2 separate regions of the Lactuca sativa genome follow, and region 2 is linked to region 1. A link is a contact called in public Hi-C data. All regions are on one chromosome and are shown on one strand. Each heading gives the region's core, a stretch centred on a gene start, on an enhancer-like site or on the middle of the called end of the contact. The rest is flanking DNA. Distances are from core to core; before and after follow the strand shown. Region 1 holds the start of LOC111877319. Region 2 holds the start of LOC111877321 (calcium-dependent protein kinase 19).

What was found. A called contact is a pair of places that touch in the nucleus more often than the background predicts.
Region 2: a Hi-C map of leaf shows a contact between it and region 1, with 6 times the contacts expected there. The contact joins the promoter of LOC111877321 here to the promoter of LOC111877319 in region 1. A contact is called at or near these places in 2 of 4 Hi-C or Micro-C datasets (both in leaf).

What each region holds. Positions count from the first base shown.
Region 1 is chr7:197,011,965-197,017,644 of Lsat_Salinas_v11, reverse strand. It overlaps LOC111877319, which reads right to left and starts at 3,887. Exons shown (of 5, transcript XM_023873848.2): 1 at 3,476-3,887; 2 at 2,356-2,782; 3 at 1,809-2,049; 4 at 1,374-1,436; 5 at 901-1,087. The coding sequence starts at 3,773. The coding sequence ends at 1,031.
Region 2 is chr7:197,182,847-197,187,962 of Lsat_Salinas_v11, reverse strand. LOC111877321 (calcium-dependent protein kinase 19) reads right to left here and starts at 3,025. Exons shown (of 8, transcript XM_023873850.3): 1 at 2,001-3,025; 2 at 697-840; 3 at 459-611. The coding sequence starts at 2,676.

The sequences.
Region 1 (5,680 bases), core at 2,638-5,137:
AAAGAATACGGATTTTAATATTCTAAAAACGTAAAAGTGTTCAAAAGATCAAATTTTAACACCATTAACAATCTGTTGAAAATAAACATAAAGTACTAAAAATATAAAGTCTAAAGTCTAAAACTAAAAGTTTAAAACATAATATATATATATATATATATATATATATATATATATATATATATGGGTCAATTCGGTTTTTATGGGTGGTTTTATACGTCAAAACCGAACCAAACCGTTATTTTTCAGTTTTTGTAAAATTCAAACCTAAACCGTCGGTTATTGCTTTGGTTTCGGTTTCGGTTATGTCGGTTTTTTTTTGTTTTCGGTTCGGTTTTTGTTCATCCCTATATTTTGCACATGATTTTTTTGGAGCTTTTAAGAAAAAAAAAACATTTGTTTGGCAATAGGAGTTTATTGTTTTTAGTTAGAAAAATCTTCACAAAAGTCTCAATATTTTACCATAATTTATAAATAAGTCTCAAACTAAAATTTGTTTACAAAAAAACATAAAGTACCCGTAAAAATGACAATTTGACCTTTTTTTCCGGTTTTATTGTTGACTTGATTCCATTAAAGTCTCATTATTTTAATATAATTTACGAATAAGTCACAAACTAAAATTAAATGATGATTTGACCATTTTCTCCCGGTAACATATTTTACATGTTTCATTAATTGATGACATGTACGCCTAGTCGTTTAGAATGTATTTCTAATAGTTAAAAGAATTATATACCATTAAAAAACTGTTTACAAAATTTAAGAAAAAAATAAAATAAAATACCATGAAATTTTTACATAAAATTATATAAAAACATATCTTTTTTATTTTTAAATTGATTGGGGTTATTAAAGATTATATGAATAAAAATAACTGATAATTACAATAATAATATATGAGCCCAAAAGAAGAAATCGCATTCCGTAAGATATATTCCATTCCATTCCGTTCCTTTGTGACAAGCAAACACTATTTTGTCATTCCATTCCATTCTCTTTTTGATTACTGTATTTACCACTATTTAATTCATTTATTCTTCTTAGCAGATTTCCTCTTTGCCTTTTTAAACCATGATCCACTCTCCTGCCACAATAATACAAATATTCAGCAACACTCACTCACAATAAGAAACTAGCAAAAAAATTATTATTTAGATGAGTGTTTTCCATGTGATATTGAATAATCATAATCAGATAAATTTAATTATGGTGAATTTTGACAAATTTAATTGTTTAAAAAACTAGGTAACATAAAATAAGGAGTTCATACCAAAAATAATCAAAATGGGATGCTGTACTATTAAGATACAAATTTAATTTTTTATTATTATTATTTGGTATATTTGCTTTTTATAAGCTGGTCATTTTACCTTTTTGTACTGCATGTAAGCAACTCGTCCAGTCAGCTCCTGACCCCTTTTACCAACATAAACCTGAAGGTTTATGAATACTTTAAAACATTTAAAACAACAAAAGAATAACTAGTATTTCAAGAATTGCATTTTAATGTCTTCAAGTATAAACCACAAACAATAACTTCTGAAGGAGTCGAATGTTTGAAATCTTTTGATTATTTAAGAAAGAAATAGATAAAATGTGTATATAAGTAATCTTATAGTACCATCTGATGATGATATCAAACAAATTATTTAAAATAAACACTTAGAACTTGAAGTCAACCATAACAAACTGGATAGCATTTGAAAACGATGATTAAACCAAATGTAGAATTAATTTAAAATAGTTGTTATAAGCAAATAAGTAAAACTTTGTAAATTAAGAACTTTTTAACCAGTTAAACTTACCCTTTTTCCATCTTGACCTGTTACCCAATATCCAGCAGATTGTTGAGCTGCATGAGTCTTTCTTTTAGGAGTGTCTTTTGTTATAATCTTGTTATCAACACAAAGCTTTGGGTTCACCCAACCTTGTGATGTCTCTTCAACATTCTCTTTTCTTGAATTTTTACTCCTACTTTTTGAGCTTTTCTTGTCTTTAATATTTCTAACACCTTGTTTTGAGCTTGCACCACACTTAAATTGACCCCTGTAACAAACACACAAACATGTCACTCTAACAAGAATATGTCATAACACCATAAACCCCAATTTGATAAAACAAGTTATATTGTGTTTGGTATTGTACTGATGTCAATTGCAACTTTTTTGTGTCATCCAAAAATATGGAATAAGGTGGGATTAGATAATGGGACAAAAACTACAGCTTTTTGACTTTTTGTTTTTGTCATCCAAAATGAGACAAAACTTGCAGCTTTATGTCCCATTTAGTGTAACAAATGGCAGCTTAAAAACCATCAGTCAAATAGTTAAATGAATTGGAAGCAAAGATTACATGTAATCGATTTCTGATGTGCTGGGTTGCTCAAGCTCTCTATTTGAAATTTTACACAGAGGAAAAAAATTAGGAAGGCGACTTTGAACAAGCTCTTGGATCCTTAAATCATCATGAAAAAAGTAATGAACAGCAGGAGGAAGAGAGTCATCAAAATTTAATGAACTTTTCTCTGATTTGAAATCTTCACATGGACTTTCTCTTTCTGTAGTTGATAAATCAATTGATTCTGATATGTTACATTTGTTATTATTAACATTGTCACTGACAGAAGGATCATCAGAATCAGAGTCAGAAACAGTCAACAGAAGTCGTCTCCGACGGAAAGTTTGACTTTTGTTTCCTGGTTGACTAGTCAAAACTCCTGGCGTGTTTGGTAACTTTGAACTGGTGGAAAGAGCATGGTTTTGTGTATGCTGATGTTCATCTGATATTAGAAATAAAAAGAGTATGCATGAGAAGAATGATGTGAAGACAATTTGAAGATAGAAACAACAGATAATTTAACAAACAAGTGAACAAAAGTCTCAAAATGGGTAAATCTGAAACGTATATCAAGCAGAAACACAATCTAGGGATCTTCAGTAAGAACGTTATGAATAAGACAATCACCAAATGTATTAAAAAGCTTAATATTAACAATTCTGAAATACGTGTTTTGGTAGTTCAAAGAAATCTGACAATTAGGGATTCAAGGGTTATTGAATACCGAAGAATCACGACTTGTTTAAGGTAGCATTGAAGAAATAACTTCAGCCGAGAACATACAACTTCAGGTTACTAATTATGATCTTAATAGATTAGGATATGAGCTGAAGTTAAGCATGGATTATAATGAGTATATTGATACTTACTCGGCTGATTAACATTGTTCCACTTATCATAATTTCAAAATGGATTGAATGCAAATAAAAAGGTGACATTGATCTTGGTCGTGACTAAATCCCTAAATGAAACTTTTAGCAAAGTTGGAAGTGTTCTCATGGTGTTCCAAACTGTATTTCTTTCGTGAGGCATGTAATTGACTGATAGATACTGGTTGTTTAAATTAATTTGATTCAATAATTTATCATTCTATGTTCATAGAAATGAGAAACAATTACTGGAAGTAGATTGTCACCAGTACGCATATCCTCCTTTGAACAGAACACGTTATCATCTTCATCATCAACAACCGCACTGGAACGCAACTCCACCTCAGGATTGGCTGAAACCGTTGATGATGTTGTCACATCGTCGGTAAGTACACGCTGGAGGCGCTTCGACTTCGGAGGAGGATCCGAATATTCAGGCTCCGAATCATCGACAATTAGAGTTTCATAATCATCATCTTCACTTACAGAAGTGATTTGGGGCTCTGAATCGAGTAGGTCATAATCAAGCCCTAAAGAGAATGAAGGTGCTTCAAAATCCACCATGAACCCAGAAGCACAAAATCAGTATCTTTTTATTGTAAGAAGGTTTTCGATTTTCCCAAACAAATAAGTTATGCAACGAAATCAAAACAGGAGAAAATTACATTTTTAATTTTTAATTTTTTTTCTCAATAAAACTTATTTATTTTAGTGAGACAAGGAACAATGACAAAAGGTTTAAGGTTTCTAACCAGGTATCAGATGGCGTTTTTTTTTTTTTTTTTTTTTAGTCAAGGGTTCAAGTCATGTCCGCAGTGGATTTAGTTGTTAATATATAAATAGATTATATATTGTAGTTGCTGGTTCAAAAAAAAAAAGATAAGAAAGAACGATAAAAAATTTTAAAACGATATTTTTTAATAGCATTAGACAGGAAGAATTAATATATACAAACAACTATTTAACGTGAGACTTGGTGGCAATGTCAAGTTTTAAGTCTTATAAGCTGTGGCGACTGGCGAGCGATGACGTTTGTTAAGGTGGTAATTTTATTAATGATTATATATATATATAAACAACTATCTAATGTAAGACAATATTTTTCTCAAATGCGTTGGATATAAGTCTTGAAGAAGACGTGTTATGACAAAATCATAACGAATATTTTAAAACTATGTAATACAAATAATAGAAAATATAATTGTTAAAGATATTTTTAGATAAAATACTAAAAATAGGAATGTGTTTCATCTTCCATACATCGAAGATATTTGGGAGAACATTAGATAGTTGAAAAATGAAACAACAAGAAAATTAATCTCTAAAGTTTTTTATTTATTGCATGCTAGTTGTAAGATATATGTACTATATAAATTGATTAAAAAATATTAAATATAAAGGTATAAACATTAAATATTTTTATAATAAAATTTCAAAATAAATATAATCGAAATAATGAATAAATAAATACTTTAGTATTAAATGTCCTATTGCTAAATTTATCATCTTTGTCTAAAATTAATATTTGGGAAAATTTAACTATATATTTGTAAACTTTCATAATTACATGTATATCGTTGTAAAATTTTAAATTACATAGATATCCTTATAAAACCTATAAAATTACATATATATCCAAATACTTAATTTAATCATTTTTAATATATTAAAAAATAAAAGAAACAATCTTTAAATTAATTTTTTCTTATTAAAAATATAATTAACTTGTAATATTACAATAATATCCTTGTCCTACATTGCTATTCTCAACCTATTTACTTTTTGAAGCCTTACAAAAATATTAAAACCCACATTGAAATTAATTTTTTCTGTCATTTACATGTGTAATTATAACTGAAAACAAAGGAAGAACAAAAATGTTTAGAAAAAGAATAATCAGAGGTCCCGTAAATCGATAGTAGGAGATGCACTATATTATTTAACAATTTTAGTATGCAATCAATGACTTTTGCTAATCAATTATGTGTGGATAACCTTGTTGTGAATAAGAAGATCAATTATGAGAGAGATTGAAAATAAGTATTTGAGTAATATAGTTATAATTTAATTTAAAGATAGTGTTTTTATTTATTTAGTATATTGAATACAATTAAATTAAGTATTTGGATGTATATGTAATTTTATAGGTTTTATAAGGATATATATGTAATTTAAAATTTTACAAGGATATACACATAATTATGAAAGTTTACAAGGGTATAGATGAAATTTTCCTTTGATATATTTAATCAAGCTCTGTTTTTAACTCTAGACAATACAACATACAACTAGCAATTATTGAATATTTGTTGTCTCGAAAACTCTGAAATTTTAAGAACAAATTTGAAATCCAATAAACAGTTCTAGAATTTCGAGCAAAATTTTTATTTTTACTTAAATTTAACAAAAAGTTAAACAATGTACTAAATATGAACTATGTTTAATATTAGGGCATGAAATCAGGAATTAGA
Region 2 (5,116 bases), core at 1,776-4,275, 170 kb before region 1:
TGTGCATAGTTTGATTTGCAGGTTGAAAACAAACATCTTATGAGCATAGCCTGTTTTGAATGTGAGTTCTGAATGTTATTATGTGATAATGACTTGTTTAATCAGGTAATTAAAAGTAATGCAAGAAATAAGGTTTGGATGTGTTAGTTGTAATAGTTACTTTTAATGGTGTTGGAACGTTTGTCAAATAAGGGTATATACTGTAATTTTACTCTACCCTGTGGCCATGGGGGAAAACTTCATTTATTTACTTTGTTTATTAAGCCGTTGTTTTTGAAGTAAGGAAAAAACAGTCGCATATATTTTACCAGATTAAAGCATGTCACCATTTTAATAATCTGTTTAATAACCTCTGAACCAGTAAGAGGTTGGAATCATTCAGCATTAAAGGGTTTATTTTTATCAAAGAGCCCCTAAGTGGCTAAGTCTATCCATTGAAAAAAGAAACAACATCATACCAAGAACTTGAGCAGAAGTTATTCTCTTCTTGGGGTCTTGTGTGAGCATCCTTCGAACAAGATCCTTAGCACTTGTAGAGATAGATGGCCATGGTTCACTTTCAAAATCAATATAACCTTCAAGTACAGCATCAAATATTCCCTTCTCTGTCTCTGCATTTTCATACCCAATTTCATGTTATAACTTATAATCCTATTTAAAAAAAAAAAAAAAAAAAAAAACAGAGCATGAAATTACCTGCCCAAAAGGGAGGCACACCACTTAGCAGGATATACAGTATCACCCCTGCACTCCATATGTCTATTTCCTTCCCGTATTTACGTGTCAATACCTCTGGTGCAACATAATACGCACTTCCAACAACTTGTCGATATGCTTTTCCTGAAAGTATTTGTTTGCTTTGTCATATAATGCTGTGTAGCTCAAAAGAAGTTCAAGACATTGTACACCAAGGTTGAATTAAGAATTCCGGAAACTAGTATGTGAATGAACAACTTTTCAGGAGATATCAAGAAGATGGTGGAAGGATCTATAGATGTAAGAGTAAAGTAGGACCTTCTTTAGCGTTCATTCATGTTATTGTCCCCTCGTATCGTATTGCAGGAAGACTAAAGATCTCAAGCATGAATATTAAAATTGTAATTTTCTTTTTAAATTTTAAGTGTTATTTTTACGAAAAACCTAAGATTTTTAACCAGTTTTTTAGATACGACCTAATTGTTTTTTATAATGTAAACCAAAAGTAATTTCCCAACTTTCATTCTTGACTTTTACCAGTTTACCAGGTTCCATCATGTAAAAATAAAATACTATGTTTTCTTTCAAAAATAATCAAAATATCTGCCGCTTATGCAAATAAGTATAAATCTTATTTGCATAAAAGACATGACATTATCATATTTTTTCATTTAAAAGCTTTTTCTACAGATGGACCCTTAACCCGAATAAAACGACAAAAACGAAGATCTAAGACCTCCTATTGCACGAAGATCTAAGACCTCAAGCGTAAATAGGTCTTTCTCATTTTATTTGTAATCATAAGAGAGTGGAAAGATCTAGCAATAATAGTTGTGTACTACCTTCCTTGTAAATATTCAAAAATAGTTTCCATTTAAATCCTATCCTTGTGTAGTTTTCTCTATCATTCTAATGTACTACTAGCAAATCTCTTTCCATTAAGTTATTGTGTTGTTCATCGTTTGCTTTACTTCACTTACATTTCATTGTTTTCCTTGTTTACGAGAGTGATTTGACTTAGTTTGAGGAGTAAGTGTCATAGAGTAGAGTGAGCTTGTGCAGACAAGTCCGCGATATATTGCAAATATTGTACATAAAAATCTAGGAAATTTTCGTTAGTAAGATTGATCACGAAAATGCCCACAATTAAATGCGAATCATTGAACTTTTTAAAGTTAACTATCTAATTATTGTTGAATCCTATAAAATCTTGCAAGAACCGATTCTTTCAATGGGATTTTTTCTTAAAAGTCAAAAGATTAAGATTTGTATATGTTACAAAGTAGAGATTCGATTAGCAATACCTTCTTGAATGAAGACAGATAAACCGAAATCTGTAGCTTTAAGAAGTGCGTTCTCACTCTTATCCGAAAGCAGGAAATTTTCAGGCTTTAAATCACGATGCATCACTCCCATAAAGTGACAAACATGAACCACATTCACAATCGACCTGCAAATCGAGGCTGCAGCTCTTTCACTATAATGACCTTTTGCAATGATCCTATCAAAAAGCTCACCTCCTTCACAAACCTCCATAACCAAATGCACAGATTGCTTATCTTCATAAGCACCTTTAAACTCAACAATATTAGCCTGTCCACTTAGATGCTGCATAATCTGAATTTCTTTCCTCATATCATCCTTATCACTTTTAGTTACAAGTTTCTTCTTTGATATCGACTTACAAGCATACTTTTGACCACTTGATTTCTGTATACAAAGATAAGTAACACCAAATTGACCTCTACCCAATTCTCTCCCCATGGTGTAATGTTGTTTAACGTCTTCAAATGGTTTTCCGAGAATCGAGTCAGCTGTGAACACCCTCTTGGGGCTGGGAGGTGGCGGCTGCTTTCTCGCCGGAGTTTGAGCTGCCGGAGCCGGGGTTTTGGTGTAAACCGCATTGGGTTCGACGGATCTTGTTCTATGAGCATCAGGGTATGTCCCTCCACTCTTGCTTTTGCTACTACACAACCCCATTTCTTGATATTTTGAATGGAATTGTGGAAACTGATCAAGAAACGAATACCCAGATGGGGATTGATTGTTGTTACTTGGTTGTTGGTTCGAAATCGAAGATCAAAAGGGGTGTCGATGAAGACGGTCAAAGAGAATAGTCAAACCGCTAAGATTGAATAATAATTCATGGAGGAATAGTTTAAGGTACAGAAGAGGTTGAAGGAAGGAACGTGGTGAGCTCATTCGGAATACTTGAGATTTAAAAGAATGGAATCTTCGAAGAAATTAGACGCGGTTTGATTGGGTTGAATGTGGTCAAGGAGAAGTAGGAAGTCAGACATTTTGACTTTGTGAGAGTCTTCATGTTGTCCACCTCCATCTTTGGATGAAGAAATGTGCTTTTCTTTGTGTCCATTGAGAATCTGCCAAATATTAGGAGCTTTCACTCTTTGTCTTCAAGTAAGGTGTTTGTTTCTTCTTTATTTAATCCAATTAATTAAAATAAATTTAATTTGATAAATTATATACTTATATTTCTTCAATTATATTTAGATATTTTGTAGGTTTTAAGTTTTAGAATAATAATAATAATTGATATCCACCTCTCCTATCTTATTTCATTTGTGTGGTTTGTTGTTATTGTTTTTTATATGGTAATAATTATTGTGCTTTTTATATAATTTTTAATTTATCCTTTAGATATCGTGTACATTAATATCAAGTTTAGAGATAAAAGCGGTTTGCATTGAAACCTAAATTAGAATAAACCATATATGGTAAGCTCATTTGTTTTGGGGATGATGTTTGGCCTGCATCTAAAAACAAATCATTTGGCATGTGATTTCTATGAAGCATCTCGTGGGTTTGTCTTTCATTTTGCTTTTATTGAACAAGAGGATTAGCTAAATACCAAGAAATGTTCCTAATTCCAACTTTATGAACATCATTTTGATATAAAACACAAGCTCTAATTTTCATTATTTTTAACATCAAATAAATAAATAAATCACTATTCAAGTAAAAAAAAAATTCCATCACAAAAATATTATTAATAATGAATACAATTTGCAATAAACTTATATGAATATTACTAATACTTTATAAATAGTAGTACTCTAATAAAAATATTATAACTGTTATAATTAATATTTTTATTAAAATGTTTACCTGCAACGGTGATTCTTTTATTATTTGTTGAAAAATTATTTTTTATATTTTAAAAGCAACAAAAATTTATTCATCTTCTTTACCTTGGAAACATGTTTGACAAGAAGGAAGAAGTGGATAACATGTTGAGGTGAAGGAGAAGAAAACAAAGGAAGATAACTGCATTGAGGGAGGTTGTGATGGTAATGGGAAGCAACGGGAAGCCTCATAAGGTGCAAAAACGATGAAGGGGACGGTGTTTGTGTCATGGTAACGTCGTTATCCGACTGTACATTTGTGGACGTTGCCCACACCTTTCCGTCTAAAACTTTCAACCTAGATGTACTCAGAATCTATTTAATACCGAAACCTACTTTCTAAAACATTCGGTTGGGACCACATCCGTTCTTTTTATAAAGGAATTTCGTTAAGTAGTTCCGATTTTTTTTCAGTTTTCTGAAAAGAATATATACATATTGTCAAACCGGTTACGGATAAAGGAAAACCGTTTTTTTTTATGTTCCAATTTACGAATTATTCTAAAATTTGGGTTTAACTTTTTTTTTTGGAAATTAAAATTTAACTCCAATAAACTTGTTACATGCCATTATGAAATTACACACATAAACATTTAGACAGTAATTGTGTAGAAAATTTTCAGAAAAGTCTTAATATTTTCAAAAAAGTTACACTTAAGTTCTAAGATTTTTTATGAACATTAATATTATTTTTTTCATTTAAATGCATTTATATGTATTATTAACAATATTAATAATAACAAGTTCGAAAAATAGTATTTATTATTATTATTATTATTATTATTATTATTATTACTATTATTATTATATAATAATAATAATAATATAAGGTTTTTGTTTGCAGAAAAGTCCTAATATTGAGTATCCTAACCCTTTTATAATCACATCCATCATATCAACATACGTCACAGTACCATCAATGTAATTGACATCTAGAAAATTTGTGAACTCGCCTCCATGATGTAGCTTGATGGTAAATAGTGTAGGATGTCCATCTTCAAGACAAGAGCAAAAAACAAAATATAGAAGTGATGATTTCACCAAAAAAAAAATCAAGTAAATGAGCAACAACAAAATTACATACCATAAACCACCGTTGGGTTGAATGACGTGCTTGACAACCTTAAGTGTCACGTTGGTATATGCATTCACTACGAAAGTCGCCTGATCGAAGCTAACAACCTTGGTAATCAGATAAGGGTTCTTGATCCTTAGTCAATGATGAGGGAAATTGAATCGAATCACATTTATTAAGGAGTATAAATACGATTGAGGCT